Linked DNA regions of Mus musculus: all the other regions are linked to region 1. The links are chromatin contacts, called in public HiChIP or PLAC-seq maps. All regions are on one chromosome and are shown on one strand. Each heading gives the region's core, a stretch centred on a gene start, on an enhancer-like site or on the middle of the called end of the contact. The rest is flanking DNA. Distances are from core to core; before and after follow the strand shown.

Region 1 (4,744 bases), core at 1,181-3,680:
GGAGATAGGGATAGGCAGAGCACAGAAAGGAGCCAGCCAGGACAGATGCCATCCCTAAAGGACAGGTCCTGGATAGCTGAAGCTCCAGAGAGGAGCAGGATGCCCCCTGCCCACAGTGGAGAAGCAGGAAGGCTAGCAGAGGACCAGCTAGGTTCAAGTCAATAGGGAGTAAATGTCCCTGAGATTTTATTTACTTTATTTATTTATTTTTGTTGTTGTTGTTGTTGCAGCAGGCTCTAGCCAGCACTAGACCTTGTAGACTGACTTTGGAGCTTGTTCCTCTTTTCTCTATTCGAGGTTTTCATTATCTGACTATTCTCAACAACATAGCTCACACAGTCTGTGAGCCCATGCCTCTCTCAACTGCCTTCTCGGATGTAGAAAACTAATCTTAAACTTCTCTGCTGGCTCTTAAGCCAACCTCCTCAATCTTACTAAAAGGCCATTAGCTAGTAGTCTTGCAGGTTTGATAGGCGCCAGTGTGCACAAGTTAGCCTTTCTAAAGGTTCTCGCTGAACCTCACGTCCCTTCATGCCCACCCTGGAACTCACCTCTCTCTGATATCCTTGCTCAGCCCAAGCATTTTTCTTCAAAAAGCTAGCCCACTGTTCATTGTTCTCCTTTCTATATGCTCCTGAAGCCCCACTGGATTGCCATAACGACATAGCTACAAGAACGAATGATCATGCTTTCTACATGCTCTCCCTCCACTTTACAGCTTCCAGTGTCTTCTTTTTTTATAATTATTATTATTATTAGTAGTAGTAGTAGTACTAGTACTAGTATTTTATTTATTTACATTTCAATTGTTGTCCCCTGGTAGGGGTCCCCCCTCCAAGAACACTCCCACCCCCTCCCCCACCCCCACTCACCCACTCCCACCTCACCCTTCTAAAAAGGTGAGAGCTATATGCTATAAGTATGCAAAGTGTGGAGGCCACCAGTAAAAGACCACATGAGACAAAAGCCTCTCACTTTGTGGTAGTTGCCAGTGTCAGGTCCAGCAGACCCCAACCAGCCCAGGTAGACTGTCTAGGGACTAGCCTCTGCTCCCTCGCCAGGAATATTGTAAGTTCCATTGCAAATTCAACTGTCAAATGTAATTCCTACATTGGTTTTACCCTCAGCAGAAGGATGAACTCTGCCCCCTGAACCTGCTGCAGAAACTGCCTCTGCCCAGCCTAAATCACTTGCTAAGGTGTATTTCCTACATACATTAACCCTCTGAAGAGTCGATAGTACAGTTTTTGACAGATTAGGAGACTGACTCTCAGCCAGGTTCCAGTGACAGACTGGCTGCACAGCCGGATGAGTTGGTAGAAATGCTCTTTAGCCATTAGCAAAAGTCCTTCGGTCCTTATTGGTCACTGTAGCAAGACAGGTGTCTTGACTGGCTTCAGTAGTACCCATAACCAGTACCTGGTCCCATCCCTAAAAGTTTAGGCAGCCCTTTCACAGGTGGGCTGTCTACCTGGGGTATGCAGTACAACAGTCAGCCACTGCACAATTGAGACAATCCCACGGAAAGTGGTGTGATGTTGTCCTGCCTCTGGAGCGTCTAGCTGGCAAGCACCAACATTATCGTCATGGCTCCCCATCTCATCCTGGGCTCTAAGGCACATATGCTTAAAGTTACAAGGATGGAGAAGGCAGAGAGGCACTATTGTGGTGGCACCTGGCCTGAGTCTTTCTTGTACAGGAGTAAGGTACTACCAGCCAAGACCCACAGACGGACTCCTCCTGATGAGAGTAGAATCTCACAGCTAGGTTCGTTTGTCAAAGATCTGATGTCTCCTGGGGAGTTTCCAAAGAGGTCAGGGGCTTCATTGATCTGGGACCCTTCGGCTTCTCTCTGTTGCGGGGGTCGACTCCCAGAAGTGCCCCTACATGCTAAAAAAGGAGAGCAGAAGAGAGGGCGAACCATATGCTGCGAAATCTCTCCAGCTTAACCCATCAGGGTTTTCTCGCGCCCTAAAGGATTATTGACATTATCCAAGGAAGCCTGGACGACAGCACCTTGCAAAAAGACATTGTGGGAGAATAGGTTGCCAGGGCTGAGTTCGAACCCCATTTGAGGTAGGGCAGGAAAGCCAGCGTGCAAGGAACCGGGGCTACACTGCTCTGAAGGTGGGTTTCCCAAGATGCTAGAAGTAGCTTCGGGAAGGCTCGGCGCAGTGCAGTGCCACAGTAGCTGGAGCCAGCAGCGCGTGCGGTAAGGCGGCGCGCGCACAGCCGCGCCCCTCCCCTGTCTGTCGTTATTGGACTACTCGCACGTCCGTCGGCAGTTATCGCCCAATGGAAAACGAGCCGGAGCTAGTGGTCGGGCGGCAGCGCGTGGTGCGGGGCAGACAAGCGGCAGACCCCGCCCGCGGTTGGCCTGGCAACGGACTGCGCTCGCGACTCCGCCCCCTGCCGGCGGCGGCGCGGTGCGGGGCGGGTGGACCCGCTTGCAGGCGGCGCGGGAGGGCGGAGGAGGGAGCCAGGGCGGCGGAGCGTGTGTGCCACCCGCGGACCGGTCACGTCCTCGCGCGGCCGCCGGCACCCGCTTCGTGCAGAACCAGGGCGCCACAGCCCTACGCTCGCGGCCCCGCCCCGCCGGGTGCAGCTCGACCGACGCACGAAGCCGCGCCCGGGAGGTGAGTGAGTGAGCGCACCAGCGGCCCCGGCGCGCACAGCTGAACCCGGGGCTGGGGGCGCGGCTGGGGCGCACCCCACCCCCACCCGGGTCGGGGCCTGGGGCCTTTGTGCTGGGGACCCGAGATCTATAGGGCTAGGGGTGCAGAGGCAGGGATGCCCCTCCGGGTGGGAGAGCCCGCTAGGGGTGGGGTTGTCTGCTAGGTGGGCAGGGGGTGGCTATGGCCCAGACAGGTGCCTTGGGAGGGAGGAGCGGCGGCCCAGTAACCCTTGGAAGGGGTGGCTGCCACCTGACGAAATTGGGCAGGGGGTGCAGAGGATGATGTGGGACCACTGCACGCCCTGAGCGGGTGCGGAGTGCAGGCGGGCGATCTGCAGGAGCGACGCCAGGCGGGGGGTCTCTCTCCGGGGGTCCAGGGGTACAGGCAGCCGCAGGTGTCAGGAGCTTGGCCTTGGGTAAAAAAATAAAAAAATAAAAACGGGAAGAGAGGGCCCTGAGGCCCGGTACAACAGCTCGCTGTTCTCGGTCATCGCTCTTGCAACGGAGCAGGTTCCTTGGAGGCATTTGGAGCCAGAGATGAGTATCGACCTGCTGCGATTGTAATGTGTTCCTGGCTCAATATTTTTTCCCTTAAAAGGCGGTGGGGTGTTTGGGGAGGGGTGTGAGGGCCTCTGCTCCGGATCCTGCGGTGAATCTATGGGGGCTCTGCCTTTAGGGAGGTGCTGAGCCTATCTGGATGGAGGATGGCAGGAATCTGCCTAGGCCGAGAATTGGGGATCCTGTTACAGAGAGGAGGATGGGAAAGCAATGCCAAGTGAGACCAGGGTTCCCTGGAGTGTGAGTCTCAGGGTGGAGGGACCAGCCTGGTAACGATGTCGCCTTGTCTGTGGAGGAGATTGGGGCAGGACCCTGAGCCTTGACACTCTTTTCTGCCCAAGTGGTTTCTTAGCGCTGAGAATCATCATCTAGGTCTGCTAACCTGGCCCCTGTCTAGAGGAAGCTGCTTGGCCAGATTCAATTAAGCAAACATTTACTGAGTACTGGCTCCCCTAGGGCTTGTGCTAAGGTGGAAGGGTGGGAGTGGACTGGGCCAGCCCTCCCAGGACTGATTCACCTTCCTCAGGGGGAAATAGGGCTGTGCTCTGATAACCAGGCCTTCCTTCGGTGCAGTGCAGGGGGGCTTGGGAGGGGCCTGGGAGAGAGATACCCCGGGCTCAGGTCAGACCTGCCTATGGGCAATGTAACGTTTGAACTGGAGCTTGAAGGACACGGGCAGGGTCAGAATGGGCAATGTGGGCAGAGGGAAGAGAATGAATGGAGAGGCCCAGGAACTTGGGCAGCTGGCTGGGTTGGGAAGGAGCAGGGGAGGGATATTGAGGGAGGGAGGAGTCAGGACATGGATGAGGGAGGGGTGGGTGAAAGGCCAGAAAAAGCACAGGAAGGGAAATGGACAGAGGCACACCATGGCTGTCTGACCATGTTTGTGGGGCTGTCTCGGTGGAGACCACAGCCTCCGTGTCTATAAAAGGGAAGGTTCTGTGACCCCTGGAGCGTAGTTGTGTTAGAGAAAGAACTTCAGAGACCAGAGAGGGCTCCTGGCCACCTGGGACTGCCCTTGCAAGGCACCTTGTTCCTGGCAGAGCCAAGGGCCCTGGGTAACCAACCCACCCAGCCCCCTGCCCAGCCGAGATGAAGTCACCTGCTTTGAAGGAGACAGTTTTTTTAGCTGGTGAGTCTGGAGTTGGGAAGTTTTGGAAAAAAAAATGACTCTGGTAGGAAAGGCCATTGAGGGGACCCAGGAGGCTACAGAGGGTTGTCCCGTGCTTGGATAAAACAGCGCCTCTTCCATTTGCCTTCTCTAGACATGAAGAGATGCTTGCATTTGCTGTAAAACTCTTCCTGTGTGTTCCTCTAACAGATGCTTTCCTTTTTATGAGACAGGCTGTGAATAGACATAGTTCTTCCCCCATAGAAGGCCGATGTCACCTTCTGCCCTAGCTCTAGCTACTCCCTTCTTCCCAGAGATGGTTTTGGTTTCTCTCAGAAGGCCTGGTTCTTACTCATCCTGGTAGTGTGCCCACCATCAAAGATAGACATGTGCACACACAC
Region 2 (4,744 bases), core at 992-3,491, 190 kb after region 1:
TGTTAGCAAAGGAAAGGTCGGTCTGTTAATGTTCCACTCCCTCTCCACCCCAGCAAAACCCAGCAATATGACTGTAAATGGTACATTCCGCTCACGGACCTCAGCTTCCAGATGGTGGATGAATTGGAGGCACTACCCAACATCCCTCTGGTGCCAGATGAGGAACTGGATGCCTTGAAGATCAAAATCTCCCAAATCAAGAGCGACATCCAACGAGAGAAGGTGTGACTGTCTGGGAGAGCACATACTAGGTTCTATGTAGTCTGAGGGCACAGCAGGCCCTCATGTGCACACCACACAGGTGCTTCCTCGGTCTGGGCCAAGCATCTGGCCCCACAGCTGGTCTCCAGGATCTGCTGGGACCCTTGAGAGTTCCCAGCTCCCAGAGTACTATCCATGTGATCCTAGATGGACTCTACTTGTTTTGAGAGCCTCCAACTAAATTCGAACTCTTATACCAAAGTCACTAGCAAGCCAGCCCCAATGGGAAATGAGACTTACTGGTGATGGTGCCCACAGAGTCCTGTTATAGGATGCTTGCCTTGTCTGTAAAACTGCCTGATACCCAGGTGCCTGACATGTAACCAGAGACTCTTGCACCAGAGGCTTGTTTGCACTCCTGGGTGACCTGTGGTTCCTGTCTGACCCAAGGCCAGTTTACGCCTGCCTCTCCATCACTCAGATGTTAAGAGCCGAACTTTATACCTCTCCTCTCCCCCTTCTCATCTTTTCCTCTGCCCCATCCTTGCATCCCAAGAAAACCTGGCCTAGGGTAGGCTCTGATGTTTCTCATGGAAGATGTAAATGTAATATATTTCCCCAATAGGAAACAAGCTGGAAGGTTATTACTCACAGATCCTGAACAAGAAAGGTATACAGGGCGGGAGGACCATTTCCCACCACCCCCAAGTTACGTCAAGTCGAAATGAAAAGCGTCAGGCAGAGAAAGGGTGCATACTCGGGACAACAGAAGCATTCTCTTGCTTTTGTGTTATACAACACAAGCCCCACTCTGGCCTGGATTAACCCCAGACACTAAGGGTCCCCATTCTCACACCTTATACTTCTAAAACTTCTAAAAGTTTTCCAGAAAAAAAAAATCTGCTGAGTTGTCCTGGCTAGTATCCTGACCCTAAGCAGTCCCCTTACCTCAGCCTCCTCCATATTTGGAACTTCAAATGCATGTGCCATTCACCCAGCAGTGTATAGGGAATAGGGTATGGATTGATTTGGGTTTGCATGCAAGTGTTTGAATGCTTTGCATAAGAGGAGTTGGAAAAGCCAAGAGCCTGGACTCCTAGGCAGGATAGAGGCCTCCAGGGTATGGCCTTGTGCTGTCACACCTCAAAGTCCTTGTCTCTGGAGCTTTTGAGGTTCACCATGCTGATCCTCGGGCAGTATCCAGGGAGATGTGCGTAACCACTTAGTGGCATCCTGCTTAGGCTGTCGAGGGCTCACAGTCTGGGATGAGAGGCTGGAGAGTGTGGCCCTTCCAGCTGCTTTGGATCACAGGCTCCTGAGGTTTTTTTTCTGGAAAACTAATAGAAGTTTTAGAAGTAAAGAGTGAGAATGAGAACCCCTAGAGTCTGGGGCTAATCTAGGCCAGAGTGGGGGCCCTGGCATTAGCCACAAATGAGCAGTATCTTCAGAAGATTGGCCTTAGCTCAGGGATGCTCCCTCAATCCCTGGTGAGGTATCGCAGCAGGACAGGTCCTCTTCAGCTTGCATGCCCCCTTCGTCCATTGCCACACTGCAAGCGTAGCACATTTAGCAGCATGTAGCAAAACCCCCTAGCTTCAGAAAGGGAGACCCAAGACCACAGTAGATAATAGGTCATTTATTCATGGTTTCTGTAGTAGAGTGTCTCCGAGCAGACAGGGAGCAAGCAGAAAAGGTCCCCTAGGTCCTAGTCACTCCCGAATATTGTCCAGGTTTTGAAAAAAACCTGAAGGCCTCTCCTCTGCTTTTATAAGGCGACCTGACTCCTTTGGAAAGGGCCTAAACGAGCATATCCCTAGTTTGTCCTGGGGCTCAGCCCAAAGAAAAAAGCTCTTCACATCCTCTAAGGGGCACCAGCAACAGCCAAGGAAGGTCCTGGGCTGTATGAGCAGGCAGATGGGATTTCTGTGTCACATGAGCCCGGGGTTAAAGGTGGAGAGCAATGAGCCACAACTGAGGAGGAGCAGGTGACATTGGTTCCAGATGAAAAGGCAGGGCTGTTCTCTCTCCACAGAGAGCAAATAAGGGCAGCAAGGTCATGGAGAGGCTGAGGAAGAAGCTGTCAGAGCAGGAGTCACTGCTGCTGTTAATGTCTCCCAGCATGGCCTTCCGCGTTCACAGTCGCAACGGCAAGGTGAGTGCCAGCTGCAGTCCAGACTCTCCCAGCTGCCTTCCGTCCCCAGCTCTCATGTGCCTTTGCAATAGCTGTTCTTCAGCACAGGGGATCATCCCCATTCGGAAAGATATCACCGCAGCATGTCACATGTCCCTTGAGGGTACACATCCCTCTAATGGTGCTTTGGGCTTATAGTCTCCATAGCAGATGACTCAGCTCCTACAGCTGGGAAGTGGTAAGGGCTCCAGGGAGGGAATAGGGCAGGCAGCGTACATGTGTTCGCAAATGTGACCTCGAGTACAAGAACTCTGCCTGGGGAACTCCAGGGTCATTGACATTCTCTTCCGGTCTGGTGCCATTTGTAGCCCAAGACTTTCCCTCCATAGCACCATATGTACTTGTGAACACATAAGATGATTTACTCTTTAGCACACGGCGGGGAAGACAGGTGACAGACTTTGTAGACCCTTGTCTCCATCTTGTCTTCTTCCGATTGGATGCAGAGGTTGGATGGCCATCAACCCTCACCTTAAAGAACTGCCTCATAACCCCTCCATATCCTTCAGCTGTCCCCCCTCTGCCAGAGTCATCCCCTGACCCAGACATTTCAAGTAAAGCCTATGCTGGACACAGTCGTACTAGATTTGGGTCCCATAGCCCCAAGTACAGTCAGTACAGGAGAGCGTACAAAACGACCAGCTTGGCCCTGAGCACACCAGGACTCAGGCAGCTGGTGTGTGTCTCCTCAGACAGCCCTCTGGGTTCTCCCAGTGTCGATCCAGCCAGGCTTGGAGATAACTGGGGCATGCTCTTGTCTTTGCTCACCACAGAGTTACACGTTCCTTATTTCCTCTGACTATGAGCGAGCCGAGTGGAGAGAAAGCATCCGAGAGCAGCAGAAGAAATGTGAGTTTTCCCTGTACCTGGAGAACCCAGTGTCTTAGTTGGGTTTCTATTCCTACACAAAGCATCATGACCAAGAAGCAAGTTGGGGAGGAAAGGGTTTATTCAGCTTACACTTCCATACTGCAGTTCATCACCAAAGGAAGTCAGGACAGGAACACAAGCAGGTCAGGAAGCAGGAGCTGATGCAGAGGCCATGGAGGGACGTTCTTTACTGGCCTGCTCCCCCTGACTTGCTCAGCCTGCTTTCTTATAGAACCCAGGACTACCAGCCCAGGGATGGCACCACCCACAGTGGTCCCTTCCACCCTTGATCACTAATTACAGCTGGATCTCATGGAGGCATTTCCTCAAGGGAGGCTCCTTTCTCTGTGATAACTCCAGCTTGTGTTGACACAAAACCAACCAGTGCATTGGCCTTCGGCCTTTGGGGGGGGGGGGGCAGATGGATTCTCTGTGGGCCATTGTTGATGTTCTAGCTCTTTTTCCTTCCCCTCCCCTCCCCTCCCTTCCTGGTTTCTCTGCTCTGCTCTTCTTTGGGGAGGGGCTTTAGACCCAGGGCAGATGTGTGGAGCCCCACCTAAATCTGCAAGCACAGAAAGCTCTCCAGCCCCTGTGTGCTCTCCCACCCATCTGCCCTTTGACCTGAGATTCCTTCCCTAGACTGACCCAAATCCCTCATTCTTGCCAGCTGTTCTTCCCACAGGCTCACACACCTTCTGCCCTCTCACCTGTCCCAGCCAGGCCTTTATGGCATAATCTTCAGTCAGTCTCCTTGGGCCTCCTCTGTTCACCGGCTACTCCCCTGGGGGCTCCATTGCCCTGCCTCTGGAGGCAGTGATGCAGGAAGAGCCTTTGGCTGGACCCACCTAAGGAACCATACTGTGTTGGTCCACTGTCCTCTGCCTAGCTTACCCTAAGACACTTAGACCTCACTGGAATGGCCCCTTCCCTCTCTAGGCAATTCCTCCTCTTGGTGACTTTACCTTTTCTGGAATTGCTATCTGCTCTTTGGGTCCTGGGACAGTGTTGGGAATAGAGTGGTAGATCTCACCCCAAAGCCTGGGGCTGCAGCTGCTCCCCATTAACCAAGAACTGTGTCTTTAAAGGCCTGCTTGTTCCATAGTGCGAGGGCAGCTCCTGCTGAAGTTGGAGTTGGGGTTCAGTTTCTGCAGAGGCAGCTGTGGGCTCTGCATGCCTCTGACCATCCTGGACTCTCGTCTCTAAGGCTCATCATTTATGCCTTCCTTTCAGTGTTTCTGTGGCCTGGAAGAGACCAAGGGGCTTCTGCCAGGGCTTGTGTCTCAGAGATTCTTGGCTTAACGTGGGGATCCAAACCATTTCCAGTTTGGCAGCATCTGTCCCTGCTCAGAGGTGCACCCAGACAGAGAGACACAAACCCACCTTAGCAGAGTAGAGGACAGAGCTACTTGATGTCTGTCTGGGGAGATCTACCAAGGTGATGTATCCAGGCCGACGTGTCCAGCACTCCAGTGGCAGGTTAAT
Region 3 (4,744 bases), core at 1,647-4,146, 170 kb after region 1:
AGAAAAGCCACAGGAAGTTAATGCTGGCCCTGGTCTGTTTCTGAAGATGGCTGATCCTAATTCCTAGATTGTTGGTGCTTCTTATACACACACACACACACACACACACACACACACTCACACTCACACTCACACTCACACACTTTGCTTGTAACCTTCTCCTCATACAGAAAATAAGTTCTTCAGGCTTGATAGTGATCCAAAGGCGGAGTCCCTGTAAGTGCAGGGTTCCTGAAGATGACCCATAGCTACATACCTTATTGAGTACCATACATCCAGATATCGTGTGACAAAATTTTTCCTGGGGAGACACACACACATGCACACACACGCCCTACTCACCCTATTTGCCTCACTTGTTCCAGATAGAGATCCCACAACAAACCAAAGTATAGATATCACCAAAGTCCATCTTGGTGAACCAGGGAGTTTTATAGGGGTGACTAACAAGAGTCTGGTTGAGGAGCAGAAATGACTCAATGACAGCTGCATCACCAAAGCCAGCCCAGCACAGGTAAGAGCTCACAAAAGCTAAGAACCTGGAACACACTGTCCAGTGTTCCCAGAGTGTCCTTTTAGGGTACCTCAGTTGCTCTAAACCTCTTCCAGGCAGCTTGTCTGTTTTCTGATTTTTTTCCAGGCAGCTGCTCTGTGTCTGGTCTCAAAAACAGTCTTTGCAGCTTGGCTTGTCTGAGAGAAGAAACTCAGCTTTTATTGTTTACTTTGGCAGAAGGGGGCCTAGTGAATCTGGTCAGTTTCAGGGACTTCCTGAATCTGTTTTGAGTTGTTTACCTTCCTACTCCAGGAACTCTGTGCAGAATGGAATGTTTCAATCTTGAGTAAAGGATTATGTAGCAGGAGGCCACTGGCCCCAGTCCAGGGTGTGGCTGTCCTCTTGGCTCTCCTTATCTCTCTGGTCTCTTCTCCCTTTCTCTTCTTGCCATGTGTCAATAAGTTTAAACCTTGCAGAGCAGACTCAACCAGAAGCCTTCAGAAAAGCAAAGAGTAGTGCTGATTTGGGGGAGGGGCGGCACACCCAGCACTCTCCCTAAAATAGTATTTGGAAACCACTCAGGGACTTTTCTTTCCCAGTCTTCTAAAACTCAGGGATGCTGGAACATAATGGTTTCTGTGTTGCTCTTCAGCTGTCTGCATGTATGAGATGCTGCAGGGGAGTTAATCCCCATTCCGTCTGCTGAGCATCTCATGTGTTTGATTAGTTGGTTGGTTGGTTGGCTGGTTGGTTGGTTTTTCGAGACAGGGTTTCTCTGTGTAGCCCTGGCTGTCCTCGAACTCACTTTGTAGACCAGGCTGTCCTCGAACTCAGAAATCCGCCTGCCTCTGCCTCCCGAGTGCTAGGATTAAAGGCATGCACCACCACGCCCGGCTTATCTCATGTGTTTTTAACCTGAGCTGAGTGCTGAGGACTTCCCAGGACAGACAGCCTTACTCTCCACCCTTTCCGACGACAGCAAGGCTAGCCCAGAATCCCCTCGGGAGTCCTAGGACCCAAGGAGTTCTCTGTACCTATTCCATTGTTGGCACCTGTTCTAGAGCCCTGGACTCTTGAGTTATTGCAACTGTGCCCATTTCCTGTAGTTCATTCTCAGTGTATGAGGTTTTGTTTGTAGTTGAAATTCTCTCCCCCAATCCCTGTCTGATTCAAAATCCAGGCCTGTCCAGTGTTGCGTGTATTTGGCTATGATGTCTCTAGGCTCCTTCTATCTGTGTCAGTTCCTAGAACTGACGATTTCTGAAGGGGACAGGTTACTTTGACTTGGACAGATATTTCCTCCCGTCCTTTTGGTACAGAATGACTACCGTAGGGATCCGTGTCCATCCCACGGCATACTAATGACATACTGGCAATCTCCGTTTTTACTGTTATCATTCGGTTCCAGCGTTGGGTTGCCAAAAACGTAAGAATTAATTTTTTAGTATTTCTCATGCCTGGAAGAAGTAAGCCCTTAGGCAAGAGGAAAGAAAAGTCACAAAAGTGGTCCTCAGCTGAAATGCTCCAGACTCCTCCCAGAGAGGCCGTCATGACCCTCTGGCAGCCGGGAGGCCCTCACTCAGTGGCCTCCAAAAGGGAAGACAAAGTGGAAGAGTATCCCGAGTCTTAGAGTTGCTCAGTGGAGGACGGTCTGGGATTCAAGCATGCCGCACAGCATATAAATGCAAATGCACGTGGGAATGAAATGTATGCTGAACCCAGGGAGAGCTCCAGGAACAGCAGATGCTCCGGGTTTCTAGCCCCGGGGCAGCTGCTGTGGGAGGCTCAGACCTAGCCAGCACGCCTGCCCTGGGTCCGCATGCTGTTGCTTGTGAAGACTAGGTTGTTCTCCCTCGCTAACTCTAAATGATGTGAGACCCAGAGATGATCATGGGAAGGCCACACATCCTTCCATCTACCCATGGAAATTGTGCTTAGTTGAGTGCATACGGGAGCAGGAGCTCAGTGAAGGAAACCTCTATCGATGTCTGTTTATTGAATAAAGGACCAGCACCATATGCCTCTCGCCTTGTGGCTGGCAGGCCTTCTACCTGCTGGATATGTGAGAGCCGGGCGCCCCCTGTGAGGTTTAGGAATGGCAGCTAACAGTCAGAACTCCTCTTTCCAGTCAGCCAGACATGTTCCTCACCTGCCTGACAGGATGAGATATGGGCCTAGCACCATGGTACCCAGACTCCATGGACCCTGGCCAGGGTGGCCTCCTCCATTTCACCTGCATAGGCGTGTTCATCTGGAGGCTCACCTCAAGTTTAAGCTGCTGCTCCCGGCATCCTTTATGCAAGCAGAGTGGGAGGAATAGGAAGGAGCTCCAAAGGGGGCCATTACCTGTCCAGGGCTATGACTCACTTCTCAACGTGTCATTTTAGGAGAGGGGATCGTGCTCCGTGTGTGGGGAGGTGAAGCAGGTGGGAGGAGGAGCTCGGAAGAGCAGGTTTCTGCAGCCCTCGCGCTGTCTGCCATAGCTGGGATTTTTCCAGAGCTATGCGAGAGAGCCCAATCCTTGGAACAGTAGGGAGTGGGTACCCACCTATCCCACCTCTGTCTCACCCCCTCCTCCTTCCTCCCTGCAGGCCAGCCAGCTGGGTGTGTACCGAGCCTTTGTGGATAACTACGGAGTGGCCATGGAAACTGCAGAGAAGTGCTGTCAGGCCAACGCTCAGTTTGCAGAAATCTCTGAGGTAATGAGCAAGCGCCATGACGCTGCCGTGCAGGCCAGAGTACTGCTGACTCCCACCGTGTCCTCCCACTCCCTCGATGCGATGCGTGATGCATTGTGGGACGGTCGTTGGGAGAACAAAGTAGAGCAGATTAAAGGATGGGTATGAACCCCAGCTCTGACTCAGAGTTCTCTGGGTCAGCTCCATGGCTGGACATCTGTCATGATTCAATAGGAATAGTCCTGACAGTGCTGTTACCCAAGGGGCAGGGCCTGATTCCAGAGGCCCACCGATGTCTTAATCTATTGCAAAGTGTTCAGGGCTGTGTACTTTATAAAGAATAGAAATGTATTCAGCTGTGGTTGGAAACTGAGAAGCCTGGTCACATTGAGTGTTTTGGTTAGGGTTTTACTGCTGTGATCAGACACCATGACCAAGGCAACTCTTATAAGGACAGCATTTAATTGGACTGGCTGAACTCAGAGGTTCGATGGGAGCAGGGCAGCACCCAGGCAGGCGTGATGCAAGAGAAGTTGAGAGTTCTACATCTTTATCCAAAGACAGACAGGAGAGGGCTGGCTTCTAGGAAGCTAGGAAAAGGGTCTTAAAACCCACCCCGACAATGACACACTTCCTCCAACAAGGCCTCACCCACTACAACAAGGCCACACCTTCTAATGATGTCACCCTCTGGACCAAGCATATTCAGACCACCACATTGAGGTACATCTGTTGAGTGTCTTGCTGTATTACGACAGAATGTTACATGTCAGGATAGACCAAGCAGATCAGTTAAGGTCTACCTTTGTGACCTTATCTAATCCTATTCACATCAAAGATCCCAGCTCCAGTCACCGTGAACATGCATAGTAGGCCGTGAACATGCATAGTAGGGCTTCCTGTTTCCTGTTACTGGTTCATGGGCTTTTGGAGGACACATTCAAACATCAGCAACCATGTATCCTGGCTCCCTTGTCTGTCGTTATTGTAATTCTACCCTGTGTCCCATCATGGGAGTCTTAGTTAGAGTTCCTATTGCTGTGAAAAGACATCTCAACCACAGCAATTCTTATAAAGGAAAACATTTCATTGGGGGGGCTGGCTTACAGTTCAGAAGTTTAGTCCATTATTGTTGTGGGAGGAAGCATGACAGTGTGCAGATGGACATGGTATGGAAGAGGAGCGGAGAGTTCTACATCTGAATACACAGGTGTCAAGGAGAGAGACAGACAGACGACAAGACACACAGACTGGGCCTGATTTGAGCATCTGAAACCTCAAAGCCTGCCCCCAGTGGCATGCTTCCTCCAACCTGGCCACGCCTCCTAACAGTGCCACTCAAACTACCACAATGGAATCTGCTCTGCATTCTTGTCACAAGAGGCTGTGCAGAAGCCATCTGCTCTGTGGCTTTCCTGCCAACAGTCTTTGAGCACCAGGGTTCAAAGTTGTTGTTCCTGTAGCCCTCTACTAGTGGAAGCTCCAGACTGTAGCACCCCAGGCCTGAGGGTTGCTTCCTTCCTATTTGCATTTAACCTTAATAGACTAAAACCTCAAGCCATGGCACGTTGTG

The links. HiChIP or PLAC-seq counts read pairs in DNA pulled down with a chosen protein or histone mark.
Region 2: a contact with region 1 is called in an H3K4me3 HiChIP or PLAC-seq map of forebrain, with 4 times the contacts expected there. The contact joins the enhancer-like site here to the promoter of Gnaz in region 1. A contact is called at or near these places in 8 of 39 promoter capture datasets (the HPC-7 cell line, embryonic stem cells, hematopoietic stem and progenitor cells and 4 more), 1 of 15 datasets of contacts at CTCF or cohesin (large pre-B cells), 5 of 484 Hi-C or Micro-C datasets (cerebellum, embryonic fibroblasts, embryonic stem cells and 2 more), 10 of 115 datasets of contacts at active chromatin or transcription factors (double positive thymocytes, embryonic forebrain, embryonic hindbrain and 5 more) and 4 of 9 other capture datasets (adipose tissue, embryonic stem cells, liver and 1 more).
Region 3: an H3K4me3 HiChIP or PLAC-seq map of forebrain shows a contact between it and region 1, with 2.9 times the contacts expected there. The contact joins the enhancer-like site here to the promoter of Gnaz in region 1. A contact is called at or near these places in 2 of 39 promoter capture datasets (frontonasal cranial neural crest and hematopoietic stem and progenitor cells), 2 of 484 Hi-C or Micro-C datasets (cerebellum and nephron progenitors), 8 of 115 datasets of contacts at active chromatin or transcription factors (T-cell acute lymphoblastic leukemia, double positive thymocytes, embryonic forebrain and 5 more) and 1 of 9 other capture datasets (liver).

What each region holds. Positions count from the first base shown.
Region 1 is chr10:74,964,747-74,969,490 of GRCm38.p6, forward strand. Gnaz (guanine nucleotide binding protein, alpha z subunit) reads left to right here and starts at 2,431. Exons shown (of 4, transcript NM_010311.4): 1 at 2,431-2,636. All of the region lies in intron 4 of Rsph14 (radial spoke head homolog 14 (Chlamydomonas)), which reads right to left.
Region 2 is chr10:75,154,845-75,159,588 of GRCm38.p6, forward strand. It overlaps Bcr (BCR activator of RhoGEF and GTPase), which reads left to right. Exons shown (of 23, transcript NM_001081412.2): 10 at 54-222; 11 at 2,234-2,353; 12 at 3,166-3,241. Among named protein-coding and RNA genes, the nearest start is that of Specc1l, 55 kb to the right of the region's middle. Within about 2 kb of position 2,242, at least 15 of the 459 cell types and tissues checked have an H3K27ac peak or open chromatin away from gene starts, as enhancers often do.
Region 3 is chr10:75,132,810-75,137,553 of GRCm38.p6, forward strand. It overlaps Bcr (BCR activator of RhoGEF and GTPase), which reads left to right. Exons shown (of 23, transcript NM_001081412.2): 5 at 3,085-3,192. Among named protein-coding and RNA genes, the nearest start is that of Bcr, 74 kb to the left of the region's middle. Within about 2 kb of position 2,897, at least 22 of the 459 cell types and tissues checked have an H3K27ac peak or open chromatin away from gene starts, as enhancers often do. A contact at or near this core is called in cerebellum and forebrain, where this site is marked.